Regions from separate parts of the Mus musculus genome. Here region 1 is linked to region 2. A link is a contact called in public promoter capture Hi-C data. All regions are on one chromosome and are shown on one strand. The core of a region is the stretch at or near the end of the contact, and the rest is flanking DNA. Distances in the headings are between cores, read along the strand shown. Region 1 holds the start of Katna1 (katanin p60 (ATPase-containing) subunit A1). Region 2 holds the start of Shprh (SNF2 histone linker PHD RING helicase).

What was found. Promoter capture Hi-C pulls out the DNA fragments that hold promoters and counts their contacts.
Region 1: a contact with region 2 is called in a promoter capture Hi-C map of pre-B cells. The contact joins the promoter of Katna1 here to the promoter of Shprh in region 2. A contact is called at or near these places in 2 of 39 promoter capture datasets (cranial neural crest and pre-B cells).

Annotation. Positions count from the first base shown.
Region 1 is chr10:7,724,692-7,727,819 of GRCm38.p6, reverse strand. It overlaps Katna1 (katanin p60 (ATPase-containing) subunit A1), which reads right to left and starts at 1,820. Exons shown (of 11, transcript NM_011835.2): 1 at 1,697-1,820.
Region 2 is chr10:11,147,995-11,150,744 of GRCm38.p6, reverse strand. Shprh (SNF2 histone linker PHD RING helicase) reads right to left here and starts at 1,315. Exons shown (of 30, transcript NM_001077707.1): 1 at 1,159-1,315.

The DNA.
Region 1 (3,128 bases), core at 571-3,070, 3.4 Mb after region 2:
GGAATTATGATAAAGACAAAAAGAAATTAGACTTTGAAATTCCTTTTTAGGTTTTGTGGAAAGAATATGGTAGGGTTATTTTTGTTTTACTTCCCAGTCACTCCAGCATCGGATCCTCTTGCCTCTGCTCTATACTGCCTTGTACACTTGTACCGTCAAGGAAAACGAGCATCAGCCGGGCAGTGGTGGCACATGCCTGTAATCCCAGCATTTGGGAGTCAGAGGCAGGCAGATTTCTGAGTTCGAGGCCAGTCCTGGTCTCCAGGACAGCCAGGGCTACACAGAGAAACCCTGTCTCGAAAAACAAAAAAACAAACCAACAAACAAAAAAAGAAAGAAAGAAAGAAAGAAAAGAAAAGAAAAGAAAAGAAAAGAAAAGAAAAGAAAAGAAAAGAGAAAAGAAAGGCAGGCAGGCATCACTGTTCTCTTGGGAGCTAATTACATAAAAAGTACTAATGATTACTAAATAAAAGCTTGAACTGGGGGAAGTGTAGCCGCCTGTAATCCCAGTACCAGGCAGAAGCAAGAGTTTCAGAAGTTCAGGCCAGTTTAGGCTACAAAGGACACTGTCTATAAATAAATAAACAAATAAGGGCTGGCAACAGTTACAAGCCTAGCCTACACGCAGTACAAGGCAGAGGCAAAAGGATCCGGAGTTAAGGACCAGCTCTGGCTACAAGAGACACTGAAGAAAGAGGAGAGGGAGAGGAGAGAGAAGAAGAGAAAGAGAAAGAGAAAGAGAAAGAGAAAGAGAAAGAGAAAGAGAGAGAGAGAGAGAGAGAGAGAGAGAGAGAGAGAGAGAGAGAGAGAAAGAGAAAGAGAAGAAAGAGAAAGAGAAAGAGAGGAAAGGAAAGAAAAGAAAGAGGAGAGGAGGGGGAGGGGAGGGGGAGGGAGAGAGGAGAGGGAGAGGAGAGGGAGAAGAGAGGGAGAAGAGAGGGAGAAGAAAAGAGAAGAGAAAAAAGAGAAAGAAGAAAGGAAAGGAAAGAAAGAAAGACAAGTTTTCGTTTGTATGCCACTGAACCCACATACTGAATGAAACAAATGCTTCCTGGGATAAATTTTCTCCACAGCGCCAAATCAAAAAAGCCAAAAGCTTTCATGAGAACACTAGGCTCTCAGATTAAGAAACTAACCCCAAGAGTGGCGTGGTTGCACACACCTTTAATCCCAGCGCCAGGAGGTAAAGGAAGGCTAGTCGGGTCTACAGAGCGAGATCCAGAACAGCCAGGGAGAGAGAGAAAGAACGTCAATATTATCACCTTTAAAAGCAACAAAAACAAAACAACAAACGCCGGTGAGGGGGCTCAGCAGGTAGAGGCATTTGCCCAGCATGCCGGGCTACCCGAGTTCAACTCTGGGACCCTCGTAAAGGCGGATGGAGGGAAGCGACCCCAGAGAGTTGTCCTCTGACCTCCACTCACGCGCCCACATCTACACCATACTCAACAATAGCAATAAATCTAAAACTAAAAACAAAGGCCAACACAAAGGAGAAACAACAGAAAGAAGTAAGCCACCAGAAAGCAGTACAACTCCAACCTAACAAACTGTACGAAAAGAAGCTGAACCCCAACCTCCAGGCTCTGGGGATTTTACAAGGCGGAAGTTTCGGGATGGGGGCGTGAAAGCTTCGAACGCGTTCCCTGGTCGGGTGTCGCGGGGGCGGAACAGGGAGCCTGGAGGCCCGAGCACTCACCTAGCGCAGCCCAGGCTACCCGCCGCAGCTCCGGGTCGGGACCAAGTTGAAATGAAACCGGGAAAGCCCCTCTTAAAAGGATAGTTCCCGCACCGGCGGGGACACGCCCCGGAAGTGCGTGCTCTACGGGCGTGCGCGCGCAGGCGGAACCTGCGGAGGGGCGTGGCCGAGCTCGGGGTGCTTCTGCGCACTGTGCGCCGCGGCTAGGAAATGGGAGTAGGCGTGGGGAAGGAAAGTAGGCGGGGCGAAGGACTTGGCAATACCCCGCCTACTTCAGTACTTACTCTGTGGACCATTATCTCTTCCCAGGGCTTCTTCACTCTGCCTTAGCAGGAGATTTACACTAAGCTGCTCTGAGGTTAGGAGGTCAGGGGCTCTCTTACAGGTGAGTGTCAGTGCTCAAGCAATTCGTTTATGACAAATCTTGCTTTAGAGCCCGGTACTTAGGATTATGAAGCCTGGGACCCATGTGTCAGGGTAACGCGAATACTCTCAAGACATGCTAAGGGGTGAGATTTTATTTCCAATTCCAGGTGATCCATCACCCTCTTCCTATATCACAAAACACAGGGCACAAACTGGTACACATACATGCATGCAGGCAAGCCACTGCATATATGAAATAATGTTTTACAGGGTTTAAAGTCTTCTAAATTTTTCACCAAAAATAGAAAATATATTTTCTGCTCTAGTAGATGTGAACGTTAGTGTCACAGAGCACAGAAAACTATAATCAGCACATCAGCAAGAATAAAAAAGACCACTTAGAGAGATATAGATCAATTACTCCAAGAGATGGATTTATAATCTATACAAATGCAAAGGCCTGTTAATTTATAAAACCGGATTATAATTTAAAAGCTTCTCAAAGGTGCAAAATGAATGTATATGGTATACTTAAATATATAGGAAATCCTAGAACCTACAGGATGAATCTGTAGTAACTAATCAGAAGTATCCGGGTGGGAGTTAGTTAGGAGTTGGGAATGATGTTCTGTAGTGGAGATGTCTTCCCAGGTGTACAGTTTTACACATGAAATGAAAGTTGTAATTTGAGTTTATGTAAATTATACCTCAGTGATGTTTTGTTGTTGTTTTTTCCTTGGATATTTTCTTTTCTTTTAAGAATTATTTATTATATGTATATGAGTACACTGTAACTGTCTTCTGACACACCAGAAGAGAGCATCAGATCCCATTACAGGTGGTTGTGAGCCACCATGTGGTTGCTGGGAATTGAACTCAAGGTCTCTGGAAGAGCAGTCGGTGCTCTTAACCGCTGAGCCATCCAGATATTTTCTTTACTTACAATTCAAATGTTATCCCCTTTCCCACCCTGGCCCCCAGGAAACCCCCTATCCCATCCTCCCTCCCCCTGCTTCTATGAGGATGTTCCTCCACCCATCCACCTACTCCCACATACCTGTTTGTT
Region 2 (2,750 bases), core at 66-2,565:
GGCCAACAACTAGGAAGACAAACCTCTCACTACATCAGAAATAAATGCCTGTCTCACATGTTAGTTGTATTTAACCCCACACCACTGCTCTTTTAATTCCAATGAGCTTGACAATCCCAAAGCGTTAACAAAACTTCGATCGATCCTTATACAGAGGAGGGAAGAACACACACACACACACACACACACACACACACACACTAGTTTTATGGATTAACAGTGTGATTGGCAGGGAGTATCACTATTCAAAGGTTTGGACCAATTGGAATAGGTGTGGCCTTGTTGCAGTAAGTGTGTGACTGCAAGAGCTGCCTGGAAGCCAGTATTCTGCTAGCAGGCTTCAGATGAAGATGTGGAGTTCTAAGCATCTTCTGCACCATGCCTGCCTGGATGCTGCCATGCTCCCACCTTGATGACAATGGACTGAACCTCAGAACCTGTAAGCCAGTGCCAATTAAATGTCATCCTTTATAAGACTTGCCTTGGTCATGGTGTCTATTCACGGGAGTAAAACCCTAACTGAGACAAAGAGTAAAAGCTTAGACAAAGAATAAAGTGGTGTTAGCGATCATGGGACCTAGGCAAATACAGGAGCAAAGGCAAACACGTAGGAGAAAAACATAGACTTGCCATGATAAATTCAAGCCAAGTGGATTAAAAGGCACCACGGTGAAAAGGCAAGACTGTAAACAATACCGTTCCTCCCACAGGGTACCTTAACCAGAAACCAACATCTTCGTTCACCAACCTAGCGCTACCTGCAGCGTCAAAGTGCACACAATGCACAGGAGCCAGGGCGCTTCTGCAGGCGACTGTAATGCTTGAGAGTTTGCCAGCCTAACTTGGCGGCCTCTGCATCCCTCCCAGCTACCTGTCGTCCCACGCACCGCCAGCCTGCAAGGCAAGTTATCCTCGAAGAAGGAGCCGGAGGGACAGCTCGTGACAGGGCCTCAGCACGCAAGCGTGGGCAGCAAGCACCCGTCCCACGCGAGAAGGGCTCGGCCCACGTCCGGGCTGGGGCCGAGCCGCGGGGCCTCGCAGGGCCGATCACTCCGGATCCCGGAGCTGCGCAGGAGCCCTCGGAGTTTCCCTGACGCGCAGAGCCAGCCTCCCTCCGCCGCGACTCTAACCCCAGAGCCCGCACGCACCCTCACCTACCTCAGCCGCTCTGCAGGCACCTGTCGCCGGGCCCGGCCCTCCTCGCAGGCTGCAGATCCCGGGCCCACAGTCGCCACACTCACCTGCGGGAGTTGCGCATGCGCGCTGCACGCTGGGTGAAGCCTGGCACCCAGGCCGGAAGCCGCCAGCGCCAGCTGAGGAGGCCAGCAGGAGCGCTCGCTCCAGGCGAACGCGCAGGACCAGTCGGGACGCTCCGCCCCTCTTTCCGGTGTTGGCTTCAAAAAGCACCTCTGCGCATGTCCCGTCCCTGAGGTCCCGGTAGAAGACGGTTTAAGTCTCGCGGTGGTTGTGCCTCTCTCTTTTCCCCGCCTCCCGTGGCTTTAGCAAATGCAGGATGGGCGGGGCCCGAAAGAAGGGGCGGGACCTCTTGCCAGAGAGGGCGGGGCTCTTTGCCAGAGCGGTAGGCTTGATGTGAGTTGTGGTTTTCATAAAAAGGCAGAAAGTTACATAAAACGGAATTCACGATGCTGAGCAATTATAATACCCAAACAAATATACAATTAATCCACTAAACCAAAAGAATTCGATCTGCTAAGGAAAAAAAAAAAAAAAAAAAAAAAAGGCAGAGACGATGTCTTCAAAAGGAACTGAGAAAAATGAAGCCAGAGAGAAATTTATTCTTGCCAAGAAAATTACTAAGGCTTTAAATGTTTAAACGTTTTAAGAGAAAAAAAATTATACAGCTATGCTGAAGCAGGCCTCCCAGTATCTTTTCCAAAGGGAGAATTCTATCTTCAGTAGACATAAAAGTCTCTCCTCTGAGGATTTCAATAGTGTGTTTACCAAGTGCTTTGTATGTCCTTCGAATTTTTTTCTGTGGAGTAATTTTTTTTTTTGTTTGTTTGTTTGGTTGTTTTGTAATCACCAGAGCTAATTCCAGGGGAGGAAAAGGTTCGCTTGTTATTTGGCTTTCTGGAAATTCCCTGTTGTGAGACATCTGTTCATGAAAATACTGTGTCTTACCACCTAGTAGATGGTAAATAATCTAATGATAGTACAGACAGGAGAACCGACTTATTGGACACACTCAGATCTTACACGTGAATCCCCACTTTTCATATAACTCAGCTGCCTTGTTTGGAAACAATACAGGTGTGTTGTATCATGTCTAAGCTAGGCTTGGATCCAGTCCATAGTGATAAATATTGCAATTAAGAAAATTTTAATTTTTTTTTCTGGTTTCTGTGTTGTGGTCCAGTAAGTATACATCATGTCTAAACAGAGTATAAATATCAAAATGTTTAAATATTTTGACTGAATTCTCAGCACAGTACCTTTCTCTTGATAGAGGATTTGCTTTGAAGCTGATGGCTGCTCAGTCAAGCTCCTGGCTGGCAGAAGAGGAGGCACCTATAGAAACGTGTTAAAAATAAACACAAGTTCTGGTTTGCAAAGAAAGAGATCACTACTCTATCCGACAAGGCTGAGCCACACAATATGGGTGCTCAGAGCTGAACTCAGATCTTGTGCAAGAGAAGAGTGATCTCATAACCTCTGAGCTCACTCTCCGCTATCTCCCTAGAATGTATTTCTTAAACAAAAAGATGTAACAACCAAAGTGACTCCTTGCT